Regions from separate parts of the Mus musculus genome. Here region 1 is linked to region 2. A link is a contact called in public Hi-C data. All regions are on one chromosome and are shown on one strand. Each heading gives the region's core, a stretch centred on a gene start, on an enhancer-like site or on the middle of the called end of the contact. The rest is flanking DNA. Distances are from core to core; before and after follow the strand shown.

What was found. Hi-C and Micro-C count contacts between places; a contact is called where the count stands out from the background.
Region 1: a contact with region 2 is called in a Hi-C map of the G1E-ER4 cell line, with 4 times the contacts expected there. The contact joins two enhancer-like sites.

Annotation. Positions count from the first base shown.
Region 1 is chr15:53,197,568-53,203,809 of GRCm38.p6, reverse strand. The region is part of intron 1 of Ext1 (exostosin glycosyltransferase 1); the gene reads left to right. Among named protein-coding and RNA genes, the nearest start is that of Ext1, 150 kb to the left of the region's middle. Within about 2 kb of position 3,644, at least 19 of the 459 cell types and tissues checked have an H3K27ac peak or open chromatin away from gene starts, as enhancers often do. A contact at or near this core is called in the G1E-ER4 cell line, where this site is marked.
Region 2 is chr15:52,953,690-52,959,850 of GRCm38.p6, reverse strand. No RefSeq gene overlaps it. Among named protein-coding and RNA genes, the nearest start is that of Gm41323, 23 kb to the right of the region's middle. Within about 2 kb of position 4,505, at least 16 of the 459 cell types and tissues checked have an H3K27ac peak or open chromatin away from gene starts, as enhancers often do. A contact at or near this core is called in the G1E-ER4 cell line, where this site is marked.

The DNA.
Region 1 (6,242 bases), core at 2,395-4,894, 240 kb before region 2:
TCAAAAGCTCAAAAGTGTACAGGTTCAACAGCAGGACTGGTGTTTGGTGTCAGTGATTGAAACTGAGCCCCCACACCTGTGATCCCACACTAATTGAATGTATAGCATCAGACACAAATTGAGCCATTTAGCAACTCATTAATATCCAGCAAGTTGGGGAATTGTAGTGTGGAAAAAGTCCGTTTGGTGTCTGAGTGCTTGTGAATATAGAAGCAGCCATTTCCCCTTATAGGTTGATATGTCATGCTGTTGGTAGGGCATTGGTTTTAGATAATTCACCATTGCAGAGAATGTGTAGAATAGTAATAGAGTTTTGAATTATAACCCCACTGAGCACCATTGGGGTTAAAAATAAGGCTCCAGATATAGTTTTAGCGCTAACCTCGGCTTTATTTATTGCATGTTTTATCAGGGACATGTATTCATCCACAGAGCAAGGAACAGATTCATAGGGGAGCCTCAGCTGGTTTATTTTGTGGCTTAGTCATATCCAAGGGGTTCCAGACACTTTATGATCTCTACTCGCCACCTCAGCACTCCAGTTTTGGTGACAAATGTATTTTTCTCTTGGGAACAAGATGGCCTGGCTGTAGCTATTGCATCAAGGCATAGCTCGTCCAGAGAGGCTTCCATGATGGGTCCTGTGGTATGAATATATATATGTGCAGGTAGTTGGCTGGGAAGACCGCCTGTGAGTTGAACTGGTTAAGGTTCAAAATAAGAAAAGAATCTATAAATCTTGAGGCGCTCTAAAGAATATGAAAGGGACCTTCCTGGAACCCAAATCCTCTTGACAAAGTTGCTCATTGGAGAGAACAGTGCCATGAATGGCTGGACCATCAGAACATTCTGTGAGTGGGAGCTGGTGGGAGCCAGACATTATACCACCAGCAGTCTCCTAATGGAGAACAGATTGTTCTAGATTGTTCTAGAAAGGAGGAAGAAAACCAGCAATGGATACTGAAGGAACCATCAAGGTACTCAGCCACACCTGTTTCTTCCCTAGTACACGAGAATACTAACATTGCTTAATGTGATTATCATGAAAATCTAGTGACTGAATGGTATAAAGACAGGGCCAGGCCCCAGAATAAGCATTCAGTAAATGGCAGGTCCTGCTGTGAGATTGAAAGTCTTATATTCCATCAGTTTTATATATAAAAAAATTAAATTGAACAGCTGCAAGAATGATTCATAATTCACTGTAATCAAACCTGGGGCAAAGGTGGCTGGCATTCACTGCTGATAAGTTGGGCCTGGTCATCTGGCACCCTGAACCATATGCACTTGAAACTTTCGGATGACCCAGTCACCAGGAGTGTGGTCAGGGAGATAAGAGATAGGTAGGGTGGAGGAAGCAGAGTAATTAAGAGCTCACATAGGGCTCTGTTAAGACTGTAGTCCGTGAGGTTTAGAGTCCAGCAGAAGAACACTCACAGTTGTGCATCCTGGCAACTTTCCTCTGCCACCCGGGGGTCAGCGTTTGGTGGGGGGGGTGGTTGTTGTCTGTTCTTACTGCAGGAAAGCAATGTACCACAACTCTGGCTACAAGGAAAGAGGCTGAAGTTGTGTCTGAAGTGTGTGTCTATGTGCATACATTAATGGCTAAGCATCCAACTAGGTGAGAGTCTAACAAAGATGATAGTCTGCACATCCCCGGAAGCCCTGAGAAACCAAACATAGATTATTATTTGGGACACAGTGTAGAAAGTGGGTGAAGAGTAGAAAGGTGAAGTAATTAAGATAATTAGCACATATAGCCTTGCCAGTAGTGAAACATAGTAAGTATTTGGTTTTCTTTTCTTTCTTTTCTCTTCTTTTTCCTTCTTTTTTTTTTTTTTTTGATTGTATTGTTCAGATTTTGCTAAATATGGCTTGCACTATGTCAGCCAATGAGTAACTTTATAAAATGGATGACGCGCTTCAGTACAAATGTCTGTTTTCTGTTTTTATATCACTTAAGATAATGAAGAGCTGAGGAGAACAGGAGCATAGAGGCTTGATTAAGAGTTGGAGAGGTGGGGTGGTCAGGTGTGGCTGAGGATGGAAGCCAGGGGCTCAGACATACTGAACAACTACTCTCCTGTGAGCTAAATTTTCATCCCTTTTGATTTTATCATTTATATATTATCTTCTTTTGGAGGTCAGAGTCTCCGGTGTCCAAGGCAAATACTAAACTCATTATGAGATGACAGTGAACCTCTGGAATGCTGGATTATAGGTGCACACTACCATGTCTGGTTTTATGTAATGCTGGAGCGCAAACTCTGGCATTGGTGCATACGAGTCATGCATTCTGCTAACTGAGCCATGTCCCTGGTATCTTTGTTCATTGGTTTGTTTTTATTTTGACATAGGATCTTACCCAGTTGCCCAGCATGCTTTGAACAAGAGCATCATGGCTCACTGCCTAGAATTTTAGATACCTATGTCCAGGCCTGGCCTTTAGCATCCTCCTCTTTTTTGTCTCTTTAATGTGGACCGTCCTAAAGGTATTATTAAAACACTGCCTCTGTTCCCACTTTCTGATTTTCCTGAGGGATGTGACTCCAAATAATATTGGGTTTTCCATCTAAGAGCCTGGCCTTTGTGTTTTGTTACTATTATTCTCATATTCATAGAGTGTACTCCTACCTAAATTAGGCCTAGTATGCCTTTCCCTAAATACAGACTGTTAGATTGTTTTAAATTGGATGGAAACACACATTTTGGGGGTTGGTGATATAGCTTAATGACAGAGCTTTTTTTGTTTGTTTGTTTTGTTTTGTTTTTCTTAATAATGCACAAGCCACTGGGATCCAGACAACATGACCAAAATTCCACATACTTCCTTTTAATAAATTTTCTTTTTGTGGATACATATAAATGTTGTATGGTGGGCTGTTTTCCTCCCAGCCCCAAGCAACCTGATTAGTGACTAAGACTGAAAATTTACTTATAAATACTTAGGCCATATAGCTAGGCTCATTCACTGACTAGCTAATAATTTAACATAATCTACTTACATTAATCTACATTCTGCCATGTTACTGGTCACCTCTGCGCCGGCACCACGTGTCTGTCCTCATGTTTTCCCTGGCTACTCTTCCCATGTCCAACTCTATCCTAGAATTCTTTCTGCATACCTGATGTCCTACCTTCTAGTTTAAATTTTCCTATAAGCTATAGATTTTTTTTTTAATTGACAGGTGATGCACCCATTCAATACACAAGATACTCTTTCTACATATAAAAAGCAGCAAACATCCTTGTCCTAAGCTTATAGAGAAAGGACCAGGCCTAGCCAAATGATAGTACCTGGAGCAATCCAGGTAGCTGACCTGCAGCAGTGTGCACAAGTCATGGTCCCACTGCAGCAACATTCTAGCACACCAGGGCTTAGACTCTTTCCAGACCCAAATTTCATTTCAGCCCAGCTCTTCCCCAGTGTGTTCCCACCCGACTCTTAGGTTAAGCTGTTGTAAAGCCTCAAAAGGACAATTCAGGGCCCATCAAGAGCTGGGCCCAAGACAGGTTTCTTCCTGTCCTTCCTCCTTACCTTCAGTTTTGTCCTCATATTTTGACACAGCAGAGACTCATTGTTGCAGGCGCTTAAATAAATAGGAGTTGGACTCAGCCCGTTTCCAGGAAAAATGAGAACAGCAGGTGTTATCTGATGTAATTAAAGTGTGTTGAACCCTGAACAAAGTACTCAGTGTAAATCTCTGTTAGTCCCTTACAATGAGCCAGCTTAGAATCCGTTCTATGAATTACCTGCTGGTCGGAAGGTCTGTGGCCTTTGGGAGGACGTGTTGTAAATTTTATAGCAAGCCTACTAGGAAGCTCCTTGTCAATAAGTTTAGAAGGATACTTCAAGGCTCTTTAATCTCCGTTGTCAGCCCAGTTATCTTGTCTACACATGGGCATAACTTCCTTCTCCACTTGAATTAATGTTGGACTTTTATAAAGAGACATTTTAAACTCTGAGTGCAGTTTCTCAGATGAGCTGATCTACAAAATGAGCGGTTCTTCTGCCTCTTCTTTTCCCAATGTCCATTTAGAAAGTTATGGTAAATGAAAAATCCCTTGAGCTCGGGTGTTTCCTGTCATAGTCTCGCTTAGGCATGAAAAATGCTTTATTCTTACTTCATTTTGTATTTTTCACAAATGATTCATAATCACACCTAAATGAGTAAGTTTGCAATGTTTACTTATTTTTCCTGCCTAAATTGCACATATAGACACATTGCTGATAGAGAATTACTCAGATATTATAAATAATGTCAGCTAATTCTTTAGTCCACTGTGATTTTTCTCACGTTTCCAGACGTTTCAAAAGCCTTTATTGTGTAGGCTTATGATGGACTTATTGATTGACTGCAAACAGACATTGGGTATTCAACCTAAATGCTATTTTGCCAGCTTCAACTGCCCTTTGCAGCGCGTTCTTCTTTCTCTAAAGGTGATCTCAAAGCAAGTTGCTACTGCTCTTAAGATAATAAAGACTAGGAGCGGGGGGAATGTGTGGAATCGGGTGGTTCTACAGATGCCAAGGAGACTTTAAGATGTTTGTCTCTCAAGGACAAGTTAACCTCACTCTTTCTTTTAAAGAACAAAATCGTTTTCTTTTTGTGAAGCAGAGTATTTTCTAATTTGTGAGCTTTGGAAAAAGGAAGAGGGAGGAAGCAGAGAGAGCGAGAGAGAGAGAGAGAGAGAGAGAGAGACAGAGACTGACAGACAGACAGACAGACAGAGACAGAGAGAGTCAGAGACAGAGACATTGGAAGAAGTCACAGGGCAACTTTTCGCCTTTACATGGGTTCTTGGGACTGAAAGCAAATTGTCAGGCTTGTGCAGCAAGCCCCTTTACCAACTGAGCCATCTCATTGGCCCCTGATTAACCTACTTCTTAAATTTTCATTCAGCAAAAAAAATAACATGAGATCACTAGATAACATTTAAATTCTAGGCCTATCTGCCCTGCTCGGTTCCAAGTTGGAGTGGAGTTGTCTTCCACTGGGGAATAATTTGTCTCCATTAATTGAGGACAAATGTGCATGCGTGTTTTAATTACACAGTAAATTAGGAGAATTTAAGATGCAAGAATTCAAAACCAACACCTCAAAAAATAGAAGTAGAAAAGCAGGAGAACTATCTCAGCAGAAGAATCAAGCAGGTGTCTCCAGATAAAGAAAGGGGGAAAACAACAAGGCAAAGACAAATGACTAGATTTTGCTAAACATCCTTTCAAGTAGAATGACTCTGATGTATGGCTGAAATCCTTGTAGGCTGTATGTGACAATGGGGATGGCTGTATGCCACACTCAGGGCATTACTCTTGTGTGCTTGGCTGCAGCCAGTAGCTAACTAAGACGTTAGTGGCCAATATAGAGTAAGGATTTCCTGTGTGGACCCAAACTTCACAAACTTCCATAGCATGGGTCCCCTTTGGCTCTATGCACTTTATCATCTGTGCAAAGTTTGTATGTTGTAAAGTTTTTGTGAGGGAAGGCTCCAGAATGTTCCTTATGCTTTAAAGCATCCATTCTCCTAAGTGTAGCACTTTAAGGCTGCTATTTGAGTAACAACAAGGACATTGGTTGACTTTGTTCTTTGTCATGTAGATGTAACCAGAGATACCCTTCCCCAAATGGCTATTGCTCTTTCCTTATAAGACAAGAACATTCAGACTTAATTGTGTTTTCTCCTACTTCACTGAGGATGGCATAATAATAAAGTCTTTATTCAGATATGGAGTCTTCTGGGCTGGTAAGATGCTCTGAGGATAAAGGCAAATGTCTGTAAGCCTGGGGACCTGGATTTGATCTCTGAGACTCACATGGTGGAAGGAGAGAACCAGTGCCCACCAATTGCCCCTTTATCTTCACAAGTGCAATGTGCTTTGGTGAGCACATAAATTTATATCACAAACACACGTTCATACCACACACAAGAACATACCATATCCACATCCACACCGTACACATACATACATATATACACATCCCACAATAAAAAGATACATAAAGAAATGCAATAAAAAGACAGTGCTTTCTGGCATGTTCAACCTTTTCCTAAGCCAGTCTATCCTTCTCTAGCCATATACATATTTAGGTTTCTCTTAAAAATTGCCCTGGATCTATGAGTGCTTAAGTAAGCTACTTTAAATCTCTTTTGGAAGAAATTTAGTTATAAATAAATTGCATACCTCTCCACATTGTAAAACCTGGAAGACTGGTTACAGGGGAAGGGTGCTGGATATT
Region 2 (6,161 bases), core at 3,256-5,755:
GCAAATCTAAGCCTGATATAGATGTGTTTTTAAAAACACAATGAGAGTGAAATCACACTGTATAATGTATCATGATCATCCCATGGTGCTAAATATTCTCCTGTAACATAATTTAAAATAACTGCATAGTAACTTAGTTATAGACAAAATACAATTTTTCTAGTTCTCCCTAACGAAATATTTGACTTCTACTAGTTACTACCATATAGGTTATATAGAATATATTACCATAAATAAAATTTTAACATATATTGGCTTCTGTTGCTGTGTGCTTTAGCCCACCTCCCCCATTCTTTCTGTAAGATTTCTGAAAAACCCTCAAGTCAAAAGATTTACTGAGTTTTAAAGTTTTAAACTCTTGATATATGTCAATAAAGTATTCCATAGAAAGGTAGCATTAGCCTTCTTTTACCGGAAAGATGGGGAGTTGTCCACTTCCTGGCACTTTCTTCAATGCTGGGAAACAACATTTCTTCCTTGTTGGCAGTGGAATTGGTGAATAATGGTATTGTCATCGTTTGACACCATTTAACAAAAAAAAAAAAAAAAAAAGAAATGAATTTCTCACCTTCGCTTCAGACCTCTATTTAATTTATAGAACTGCTTCTCCTCTGTCAGTTGATATTTGCTCTGCTGAATATAGACCATAAGCTGTGCAAATTTCTAGATGGATGCAAAGGGGACGACAAGAGGGAAAGGAGGCAGCAATGGGAAACACCCTGGGTGTTCACTTCCCAGCAACAGTCCTGTGTTGTGAAGAGCAGGCACTGGAGGCTTGCTATTCTCTGACTGTGTGCACCTGAAGGGCTCCTTGTACTCTGTGCCTCATGCTCTTATCTGAGGAGATAATCACACCCACCTCACTGACTTGTTGAAGGACCAACTGGGAGAGTACCTTAAGTAAAATGCCAACGCTGGGTGCATATCAAGACTCCAAGAAGTGTCGATTGTTATCACTACTATCTCAGCCTCGTCCTATGGAACTCATGGCCTATTTCCATTATCTGTCTCTGCTACGATATGCTGTTTTAAAGATGTATGGATGATTTGCATATGTTCATACTATACTCTGAAATGTTATGCCACATTCATATGTAAGCTAGATAAAAATGTCTATTTCTCATATGTAGGTTGTATATGTTTGGCACAATTCCTATGACAACTATAACAAGATTCCATAGGCTGTTTTTGTTTTTTGTTGTTTTGTTTTGTTTTTGTTTTTGTTTTTTTGTTTTTTTTGTTTTTGTTTGTTTGTTTGTTTGTTTTTTGAGACAGGGTTTCTCTGTATAGCCCTGGCTGTCCTGGAACTCACTCTGTAGACCAGGCTGTCCTGGAACTCAGAAATCCACCTGCCTCTGCCTCCCAAGTGCTGGGATTAAAGGCGTGCGTCACCCCGCCTGGCATTTGTTTTTTGTTTTTTTTCTTTTTTTGAGAAAAGTATTTTTCTATTCATCTGGAGGTTAGAACTGCAAGATCAAGACATCAGCATCTTTGCTTTCTCTTGGGGCCTGGCTCCTTTGTCACGATGACCTTGTCACTGAGTCCTTACTTAGTTGTCCCTCTGTGAATACTTATTTTTGCTCCGCACTATGTACCCAACTTCTTCTTAGGAGAAAGGCAGCTCCTCACATGGGAGAATGATCTGCTCCAGTGCCTGTATGTTAGTGTTTATCTCTTTCAGAAACAGTATCTCCGAATATAGTTGCATTCTGCGAAGTGAGTTTAGCACTTAATCATCTGAATATCAGAATGGACATAATTCAGTTCCTAACACTGGAAAGAGATATATACGTTCGTATGCATACATAAGGAATGAGGTTAAAGCACTTAATTAGTGTTCAGCCCCATATAACAATCATTCACATTTTAATTTAGCTAAATCCAGTAGCGTAGTTGAGTTTCATACTAATACAGAATGTGAGAAGACTTTAATATAATTTTTTTTCAAGGAACAGAGGAACTTACAGAGACTTTCTTTTTTTTTTTAATTAGATATTTTCTTTATTTACATTTCAAATGTTATCCCTTTTCCTAGTTTCCCCTCCGAAAATCCCCTATCCCTTCCCCCTATACTGGGACATAGAACCTTCACAAGACCAAGGACTTCTCCCATTGATGAACGACTAAGCCATTCTCTGCTACATATGCATCTAGAGCCATGAGTCCCACAGTGTGTTTTCTTTGATTGGTGGTTTAGTCCCGGGGAGCTCTGGGGGTTCTGGTTAGTTCATATTATTGTTCCTCCTATGAGGCTGCAAACCCCTTTAGCTCCTTGGGTACTTTCTCTAGCTCCTTCATTGGGGACCCTGTGCTCTGTCCAATGGATGGCTGTGAGCATCTACTTCTGTATTTGCCAGGTACTGGCAGAGCCCATCAGCTATATCAGGCGCCTGTGAGCAAGCTCTTGTTGTCATCTGCCATAGTGTCTGGGTTTGGTTGTTGTTTATGGGATGGATCCCCAAGATTGATAGTCTCTGGATGGTCATTCCTTCAGTCTCTGCTCCAAACTTTGTCTCTGTAACTCCATCCATGGGTATTTTGTTCCCCCTTCTAATTTTCTTGTTTTTGTTTTGTGTTTGTTTTTCCAGACAGGGTTTCTCTGTATAGCCCTGGCTGTCCTGGAACTCACTCTGTAGACCAGGCTGGCCTCGAACTCAAAATCCGCCTGCCTCTGACTCCCGAGTGCTGGGATTAAAGGTGTGCGCCACCAATGCCTGGCATTCCCCCTTCTAATAAGGATCGATTTATCCACTTTGGTCTTTCTTATTGAGTTTCATGTGTTTTGCAAATTGTATCTTGGGTAGTCTGAGCTTCTGGGCTAATATCCACTTATCAGTTAGTGCATATCATGTGTGTTCTTTCATTCTACAAGATTTTATTGTCCAAGGCACTCCGTACTTTTGTTGTACTATTGCAGATCCTGGAATATTACATTCCCAAGATGGAAAGAATGTCAGGAACTTTCTCCATATTTACACAGAAATTAGAATGTTAATTTTTGCTTCAATCCTTCCTCTGACCTTGAGACTCAGTCCAGTGAAGTCCAGTATTTGCATCTACTTTCTTTGAGTACTTTGGTTATTTTTAAAATTCAGACTTTTAAGTTTTTGGGCATTTGGGTGTCTTGCCTGTGTGTGCATATGTGCACTGTGTGTGTGCTTGGTGCTGTCAGAGTCCAGAAGAGGTGTAGGATTTGTTGGGAACTGGAGTTACTGGTGGCTGCCAAGCACCTTGTGAGTGATGGGAACCAAATCTTGGTCCTTTATAAGAACATCAACTACTCTTACCCATGAGTCCTCTCTCCTGTGCTCTCCTCCTCTTTTGTTTTCATTTTAAAGAACATTTGAAATTTAAATTTCTATGTTATATGAGATTAATATACTCCCAATATTGACTGAGTTCTCTCAACATTTATCAGTGAACTACAACATGTGGGCTTCATAGGGCCCGAATAAACAGGAAATAACTGGTTGGTGCCTACCTGAGCTTGAGAGTTGAGCATGCAGGCTTTTGATGTTAACTTCTCTTCCATTTTTTCTTTTTGGTTTCTTTTTGGTTTTAAAAGAAGTGTTCAAGTCAGCTATAGTTTTAGAATTAGCAAATGATAAAAAGAGAAGTATTGGAACCTTGTGATAACTAAGGGAGTTTATCTCTGGTTTTGACTTACCAATTTAACAATGGGATCTTGTTTTGATATGAAAAAGGTTTGTTTTCTAGGGATGCCTGGTCCCTGGTCCCTGGTCTTCTGTAACTAAGGGTTTGACAAAGTACTGCACTTCTCACTGTGGCTCTTGGGAGCACCAGAGATCCCTTACTTTTCAAATTTATTCTTATTACTTTTAATTATGTATAGGGTATGTATATGGGTATTTGCATATGAGTTCAGGTAACTCAGGAAATGTCAGATTCCCTGGATATGGAGTTACAGACTTTTGTGAGTCACCTGACATGGGTTTGGAAAGATCATCAAATGCTTCAACCTGCTGAGCCACCTCTCCAGCCCTGCAAAGTTCCCCCTCCCCTCCTTCCCCCTCCCCCGCCCCGCCTTTAAGATTTCCAAGCTGACTTTTCAGATTCCCTTCATTCTGGAGATGTCTGTGCCCAGTGACTTAATTTTCTTTCTTTGGGAAAGCACTTTGCTTTGGTTAAGCACGCCTTCCTCCCTGGCGAACATGGAGAAGATGCTTTCATCCATTTGTTTTTCTGTAACGTTGTACTCCTTTGGCAAGTAACTTTCCTTCTCTTCTTGGCAAAGTCTGGCTGAGTCCTTAGTTGACTTCTTACTTCTTTTTTGCTAGAAAAAAAAGAGTTGTTCTATTATTTATCTTAACTTTTCATAAAATCTTTATTTCTTTTTCTGGTTCACTTTTCTTATCATTTTTGTTCCACTCCCTTCCCTTTCCAGTAAACTTCACCTTCCTCAGGGGCAGAGTCCCTGATGTGTATGATTTTATGACTCCAGTGGAGTTTCTTATCTCTGATTACTTCATGTGAAATTAGCTCAGCCTGACTGGGGGCACTCACACACATGATTACATTAGTGGCTCAGTGACCTCGCCAGAGAGGTCTTTCACTATTGCTGATGAACTATCTGAAAAATGCTGACTTTCGTTTAGAGTGTGACCCAAGCAGGGGATGTGAGAGGGACACAGCCCTGACTTCAGACCTGTAATTTGCTTGCTCAGTGAGTTACTCTAATGTCATGGGAAACAGGGCCTCCTGGCCACGGTAAAGAGGGGACTAGGGTGACTGTGGATGCTTAGTTATGACACTCTCGGCTGTACAAAAGTGCATTTTCAAGCGGCGATGGCTTCTTTGAAGCAGATTATACATCACTTTGTCAAAGTCAAAGGAAAATAAAGGAATGATAATCTCTTGTCCTTGCATATCACTGGTGACCATAGTACGTAGCAGACATCCTTCCTGAAGTCTACCTGGCACACAGCTCAAGCAGGTTATGTATGTTTGTAAGATAAGATCAGTATTGCACACTAGATCCAGTCTGTAACTATTTAGGTGTGTTTTATTTACTCATCCACTCATCTCTACATAACAGGGGATACCATTTTAACTTTGAGTTACTGGGAAGTAGATAATTGATTCTCTTTTTGCTGCTTCCCTCCTTACTTTATGCATCCCAGTTCTCCCATCTTTGCTCCTGCCAACTGGTCATGTCTTCCCTTCCCTTCCTCAGTTCAGCTTCTCTTGACTTCACTGCTTCTTCAAGACGTGTTCCTCTGTGAATCTTCCCAGAGACCCCAGATGAGTAATTGCCTATATTATCAATTTTATCAGTTGTCTAAGGTGTTATGACATGGTAGACTTAACTCAGCAATGAGTTTCCAATATGGAAATTTCCTGCATCGGGAGACGTGTTTGTAGAAGATTTGTAAAGGGGCCCAGTGTTTGAGGCAAGTTGAGGAGATCAACGGAGAATATGTAAGTAGCTGCCTACTTTTAAAGTATAATTTTCAAATTAAGTTAGGAGAAAAGCTTTCATAGAAGATATAATGAATTCATGTCAAAATGTATTCTGTTCATTAGTGAGGAACCCAAAAATGTGGCAAAGATAATTCAAGGAAGAATAGAAGAACAGAGTATTTATACACAGTGAGAAAACGAATGTGAAACTAGCATCATTGTATTCAACTACCAGATAGAATGCAAGAGTGTGTAATGTTGAACAATAAAACCATTACTTTATGGGTTCTCTTTATCACTGGGGAGATACTGTGTATACGAGTTAAAAGGTGCAAGTTAATTTGGAACAGACTGAGTTCTAATCAAGTCCACAGAAAAGGTCAAGGTATATTCCCCTAGGTAATGAAATAATATTTGAATGGATCTGGGTCATGATATTGCTGATGTATGGCACCGAAGAAGGCTTGGGAATCTTTTCTATTGTTTAGAAAGAGAAAGAGAGAGGAGCAAGGAGTATGTAGGGAGAGAAACATACATGTATATGTGTTTATATATCCATCTATGAAAATACATAGATATAGAAATAATATGTGTACACACATGAATAGATAAATGCTACTTCTCTGACAACTTCTAAAGCAGCTCATTAGCTCACAGCTGTTGGTTCCTGAATGGTGTGCCAGTTTTATGTGGTTTTCAGTACAATCTAGTATCAAAGTTGGTCAAAGCCAGTCCTGATA